Linked DNA regions of Mus musculus: region 2 is linked to region 1. The links are chromatin contacts, called in public HiChIP or PLAC-seq maps. All regions are on one chromosome and are shown on one strand. The core of a region is the stretch at or near the end of the contact, and the rest is flanking DNA. Distances in the headings are between cores, read along the strand shown. Region 1 has its middle 28 kb from the start of Gm35364. Region 2 has its middle 25 kb from the start of Tex36.

Region 1 (3,436 bases), core at 368-2,867:
ATCTCATCCCAGAGAAAGGATCAGAATACAAGGGTAACGACTCCCAGGTTTCCCCATGGCTTCGAGGCTCATTAAGGCCAGCAGCCCACAGGGCATTTGACTCTCTCATTCCAAGCCTTGTCAGGGTAGTACAGCCTTTTTTTTTTTTTTTTGGCTCAACAGCTTGTCAGGTCCCTTTGGAAGGACACTGCTAAACAACACATGATTCTAACAAGGCTGCCATTAAATAAAGTGGGATTTCTCAATGCGAAGTTCCCGTTCCAGAGTAGGTCACAGGCAGCTGTACTTACAAGCCTCTCTCAGTACCCAAGAGGCTTTTTAAAGTATTAAGTAGAGAAAATGCATGTAACTTCCCAGTTAAAATACAGTGCAGACACTCTAAAAGGTTGAGGCGGCATCCACTCCATTTTCATTGCCAGATGGCAGGACACTGCGATAAAAGCACATACTTCGATAAAAGACTCAACTGCGGTGACCCTTGATGCAATACTAGCCATCGCTCTTGCATCAGGGAAGATCCTGAAACCACCTGGTAGAGGATTCTCAGTTTTGGAGGGATGCATCCTGAAATCTTAGGGAAGAAATTTAGCCTCCTGTCCAGAACGGAAAAAAAAAAAAAAACAACCTGATTTCTCTAACTCACTTGATTACAAACAGATGTGTATTGGAATCAGGCTCTTCCACAGGCCGAAGCCAAGCCAACAGACTCTTGGGGGAAGCTAGAGGGCCTGGGAGGCAGAGGGAGATGACCATCCATGCAGTGTATGTAGTCCAGAGATAGCAGGGAGCTGGGCAGGAGACTGAGACAGGAGGATTACAAACTTAGTTGTTGTGGCCCTATCTTCAAATAGAAGAGCAAACTGTGTAGTATATGAGAAGCTCCAGGTTCAGTCTCTGGCACCATAAAGTAAAACTTAGACCAGAATGACTTTATAAACCACAAGCGAGGAAAAACAGCTGTCAAGATATGGCGTGGATTGATTTAATAACCACGATTACAGAGATGTTAAAATGTTACCAACCAGTGAAATCGAGTACGCACTGAAGTACCTTACTCTAACCAGTAAGGTTAGAAACACAGGCATCTCCACTTCGGATAAAAAAAAACCCTGGAGCTCCCCAGTATTAGACTTGTCTATCACTCCACTGGCAGAATGGGGAAGGAGTTTCTGGCCAGTCTCTGAACCGGTTGCCTGGAGCAGGTTAAGTTCTCCACAATTGCCTTCTGCCACACAAACTCCAAGCAACCATGCCAAGCTCCGAGTCACATCCAGACTCACCAAGCACTTCTGTATAGAAGAATATTCTATCAACTCTTGGAGGGGGAAAAAAAAAAGCCACTAAAACATGACATTCAAGTGAGAATGGATGTTCAAAAATATCAAAAATAAGCTTCCAAGTTAGAAAACCGCTGAGGGTTATTTTCACATTCTAATGAATTTAGTTTCATAAACACAAATCAAGCAGACACTCTCAAAATTCTAATGGTATGGTATAAAACAAAACAGACAAACAAACAAGAAACAAAAAACTCTTATTGCCAGAGTATGGATGCCATTGAGAAAAATATGTAAGGAACGACTCACTGCAAAGGGTCTCCCTCGTGGTCTGTGTTCATGAACTTGGCTCTGAGCTGGCTTGCCTTGCTGCCTTGCTGCCTTGCTGAAGCAGCAAGGAGTTTGAGATACAGGACTAGGGGTCATGCTCTCAGTCAGCAGAGCATGGGGAATCTATCTGAGTTCAAACCCTGGCACAGACTTAAAAACAGGTGTCTATCCACGATCGTGATGCTGGGGGAAGGGGCACACAAGGGAGGGAGATAGGGTGAATCCCAGGGTTGTAGCTCAGTTGGTGAGCTCCGAGTTCAATAAGGGACCCTCTCTCAGAGATTAGATATCTGATGTGTGTTTGCACACAAACACCGGAGTTTGAGGCCTTCTATCCTTTTTTTTTTCGAGACAGGGTTTCTCTGTGTAGCCCTGGCTGTCCTGGCACTCACTTTGTAGACCAGGCTGGCCTCGAACTCAGAAATCCGCCTGCCTCTGCCTCCCGAGTGCTGGGATTAAAGGCATGCGCCACCACGCCCGCTCCCACTCAGGCATTTCAATCAGGTGTCTGGTAAGCACACAGCAGGTGGGGGAGGGGGGACCACACAGAGGGCATCCACCTCATGGGGACTATCAGCATCAAGTGTAGACTGCTGGGCAGCATGAAAGTGTTTGGAAAGAACCTGGAGATGTTGAGGCAAAAGTAGACCCAGACTGCTCACCTTGCTGTGTGGCTTCAATCTGTGTGTCAAGCCCATCCATCAAACAGAAAGCACCCAAGTTCAAATCCCAGAGTTGAACAAACTAATCACAAGTATGCAAAATTAGCAGGCTGGAAACACAAAACCAGGAGCTAGGGAAACACGTTGGAAGGCCTGTTCCACTCGCTCTGCAGCCTGGTGGGATACAGAATGGGTGGTTACCTTAAGCAGAACCCCTCCATCTGAGAACAAAGGCTTTTGGTCTGGAAACTGTAATTAGAACTCATCCGAACGTGACTGTACAACTGTCTATCACTACATGAGCACAGACTGATCTGTTTAGCCTTTTAAAGAACAAGGCACCAGGGCTGGTGAGATGGCTCAGTGGGTAAGAGCACCCGACTGCTCTTCCGAAGGTCCGGAGTTCAAATCCCAGCAACCACATGGTGGCTCACAACCATCTGTAACAAGATCTGACTCCCTCTTCTGGCGTGTCTGCAGACAACTACAGTGTACTTACATATAATAAATAAATAAATCTTTAAAAAAAAAAAAAAAAAAAAAACAAAAAAAAAAAACAAAAAAGAACAAGGCACCAAGAAGAATCTCTCCTCTAAGAAGAATTCCAAAGCCCAACCACTCCCCTAAAATACAAGTACAGCATCCCTTATCCAACCAGGGAACCTTGGGGACAAGGATGCCTCAATTCCTGCAGAGCCCACTGTATGGAAATCAATACCCAAGTAACTGTCCTGGATGGCAAACACTCACCACCACGTTCAAGACTAGAGCTTATTTGGCATGAGTAAAAGTCTGGTTCCTAAAAGAACATAAAGGAGAACTGCATATCTAGACTTGCGAGATGGCTCAACAATTAAGAGCACCAACTGCTCTTCCAGAGATCCTGAGTTCAATTCCCAGCAACCATATGGTGGCTCACAACCACCTGTAATGAGATCTGATGCCCTCTTCTGGTGTGTCTGAAGAAAGCAATGGTGTACTCATACACATAAAATAAACAAATAAATATTTTTTAAAAAAGACTGTCCCAAGGACTAGATTAAGTGCTATGCTGAAGGAACCATCAATAACCATCATAATCCCGAACCTTTCCAGCTCATAGGCTCTAAATGCCTGTGCAAAGAGTTTACAGTAGATTCAGATGGAAACTTGGGCTAGCTTAAGCCC
Region 2 (3,251 bases), core at 123-2,622, 480 kb after region 1:
TCTGCCCCTCTCCGCTCACCTCCTCTCTCCAGGCATAGCCCTCTCACTTACTTCTAGCATCTACAAAATCTCTGGTCTCTCATGTATCAAGAATACTTAGCATGAGGTCTTCCCTCCTAACTTTTAAGAGTGAGAAATACAGCAGCATTGGCTATAGGCACCTTGTTCCACAGAACATCTCTGGAACTTATTCTTCTCAACCCAAATTTCTGACCTGTGGCTGACTAACCCCCACTCCCTTCCTCCCTCCCTAGCACGCAGTAACCAATAGTCTAGCCTTTGGCTTTATGGATTTGACTATTTTAAATACATGAAAGCATCTATTTTTCTGAGTCTTCTATTGCACTTAGCACCTGTTCCTCAGACTCCCCACCCCCACCCGCCAGGCTTCTGTGTCACCGTAGTTCCTCCCTCTCTGAGGCTGTATAGCGTGGATCTCTCCATGGTCACCACATCCACCTATTCAGCCTCTGTTTAGGCAGCCTGTTTCCCTAATTGCTCCTGCTGCCACAAGCAGGAGAGTGTAGTTTGTTTTGTTTTTGTTTTTGTTTTTGCGTTTTGTTTTGTTTTGTTGTTCCTGATTTTCACTTCTTTGAACTTGTTTTCCCACCGTCCTGGCTGACCCTGGGGTCATCTGGGGAGCTTTCTATAAAAGACTGGGGCATCCCCACCTCCAGAATCTCGCTAGGCCGATCTAGTGGGACCCAGACACTAATGAACGCTGGGCTCCTCAGGACACTTGAGGAACAGTCAGCTTCATAGGTCTTAGCCCCTCCACCCCCACACACTTGGGACTGGAGAGCTGGCTCACTGGTTACCAGCACAAGCCGCTTTTCCAGAGGACTTCAGTTTGTTTCCCACCACCTATGTCAGGCAGCTCACAACTGCTTAGAACTCCATCTCCAAGGGATCTGAGGTCCTCTCCAGGCCTCCTTGGTCACCCACATGCAGACATCCCCTTACCTTAGAAGTAAAAATAAACCTCAGAGAAAATAGCCTTGTCTCCAGTTTTGTCTTGCTCACATCTTCATCTCCACTTTCCTTCTGGGAAGTTTTGTCCAGCCCCTTTATTAATCTGCCAAGCCCAGTTAAGATCCCAGAGGACCTCAAATCCTCTACAAATCTAGATCCACTGCTGCTGGGCTTCCTTCAGACTCATCAGGGTTTCACCTGATGCAGAGTCCCTCCCCTCTCTTAATAGCTCATCCTGTCCCAACCCCCCATCCCCCGCCCATGCTGCTGTGGTTTGAAAGTGAACAGCTGGCCACACAGCATTCTCAGTAAGAAGCAGAGCGATGAATACTGACATTCCGTTCTCTTTCCCCTTCCTCTTCGGGCCTCATAGCCTTGCAGCTATGAGATGGTACCACCCACATTCAGGGTGGTCTGGAAACAGGACACACCCAAAGATGTGACTCTGGTAACTCTAAACCAACAAGAAGACAGCAAAGGTTAACCATCAGAGCCACCACACCCAGCTGCATGCAGGACACAGCTCTCGGCTTCCTTCAGGTGCACTGAACTGAACTCACCTGAAGCCCCCACCTGAAGGCCCCACCTGAGGCCCCCACCTGCTGCTCCCACCTGAAGCCCCCACCTGAAGGCCCCACCTGAGGCCCCCACCTGCTGCTCCCACCTGAGGCCCACACCTGCTGCTCCCACCTGGCCCCTCCAGTTTCCCTGCAGTTTGTTCCACTCAAGCAGGGGCCACGTGCTACCTATAGTTGCCTGAGACCAAATGCTTTGTGTTTCTGGCTGCTAGGTGGGAAAACAGTAGACCTCATTCTGCTTGCTGAATAATTCCATTATCCCTCTCTATTACACTATTAATTCTTCATTTTATCTGTCATTAGGTTTTCAGTAAATAAATAAATGAAGCCAGCACAACTGCTTATATCCATAAGTAATCAAAATGTATTTAGTGCCTTAGTAAGTAGCTTGTTTTTCTAATTTTCCTTTAATTAGCAGAGAAAGAATTAAAATCAATTCCTTATCCAGCAGATAAAAAATTAAACTCAGCTTTTTCCCTCATACATATCCAAATTTGAACGTACACAAGAAACACAAATTCATAATCATCCTGTAATATAATATGTATCCAATATTAAACACATTGCTATGACATTTATCTTCTCTCCCTGATCACAGCTTAATAAAATTATAATTATGACCTTTCAAAGCATCCTCGCCTGATCCCCACTGATGCAGCCTCCGTAGCTTCATATCTTGGCTCTTCCTAGGGGCAGCTACATCTCCCTGACAGGTCTTCTGGTCTGGATGAGGTCTGTTGTTGCTCAGCCTCGTAGTGCAGAGGCCAGAGCAGTGCTAAACTCAGTAAGGGCTCAAAATCCGGTCACTTGTCCCATCCCTTCCCAAGAAGTTACTTGCAACTGATACTTGCTGGGGAAGGGAAAATCAGCTTTCCCCAACAGAGTGTCCCTGGATATATCAACCATACTACAGAGTAGGTAGGCCCCATGTCCCAGGCCATCACAAAAGGACTGTGTGTGTGTGTGTGTGTGTGTGTGTATGTGTGTGTATGTGTGTGTGTGTGTTAGGTATATGTGTGTGTGTATGTGTGTGTGTATGTGTGTGTGTATGTGTGTGTGTTGGGTATGTGTGTGTTGTATGTGTGTATGTGTGTGTGTTGGGTGTGTGTGTGTGTTGGGTGTGTGTGTGTGTATGTGTGTGTGTATGTGTGTGTGTGTTGGGTATGTGTGTGTATATGTGTGTGTGTTGGGTGTGTATGTGTGTGTGTATGTGTGTGTGAGTTGGGTATGTGTGTGTGTGTGTGTGTGAGTTGGGTGTGTGTGTGTGTGTATGTGTGTGTATGTATGTATATGTGTGTGTGTTTATGTGTGTGTGTGTGTTGGGTATGTGTGTGTGTGTATGTGTGTGTTGTATGTGTGTATGTGTGTGTGTTGGGTGTATGTGTGTATGTGTGTGTGTGTTGGGTGTGTGTGTGTGTGTGTTGGGGGAAGGGATATTTAGTTTGGGCTTTTGTTTTTGTCTTACTGATTTAATTTTTTTTAATTTGTCTGTTTTGATTTCTCTTTTGTTTTTGAAGTTTTTCCTCTTTTGCTTTGAGAGAGAGCATGAAGTTAGGTAGGAAGATGGGATGGACCTAAAGGAGTTAGGGAAAGGGAAATGTGACCAAAATATATTATGTGAAAAAATGTTTAAATAAAAATAATTTTTAAATAGTCACCAAATGTTTAAAAGCATGAACATTTATACACGTGGCATGGCTC

What was found. HiChIP or PLAC-seq counts read pairs in DNA pulled down with a chosen protein or histone mark.
Region 2: a contact with region 1 is called in an H3K27ac HiChIP or PLAC-seq map of embryonic stem cells, with 2.2 times the contacts expected there. The contact joins two enhancer-like sites. A contact is called at or near these places in 4 of 115 datasets of contacts at active chromatin or transcription factors (astrocytes, embryonic basal ganglia, embryonic stem cells and 1 more) and 1 of 9 other capture datasets (embryonic stem cells).

Annotation. Positions count from the first base shown.
Region 1 is chr7:133,093,679-133,097,114 of GRCm38.p6, forward strand. It overlaps a transcript of Ctbp2 not described here. Among named protein-coding and RNA genes, the nearest start is that of Gm35364, 28 kb to the right of the region's middle. Within about 2 kb of position 1,618, at least 17 of the 459 cell types and tissues checked have an H3K27ac peak or open chromatin away from gene starts, as enhancers often do. A contact at or near this core is called in embryonic stem cells, where this site is marked.
Region 2 is chr7:133,575,744-133,578,994 of GRCm38.p6, forward strand. No RefSeq gene overlaps it. Among named protein-coding and RNA genes, the nearest start is that of Tex36, 25 kb to the right of the region's middle. Within about 2 kb of position 1,373, at least 5 of the 459 cell types and tissues checked have an H3K27ac peak or open chromatin away from gene starts, as enhancers often do. A contact at or near this core is called in embryonic stem cells, where this site is marked.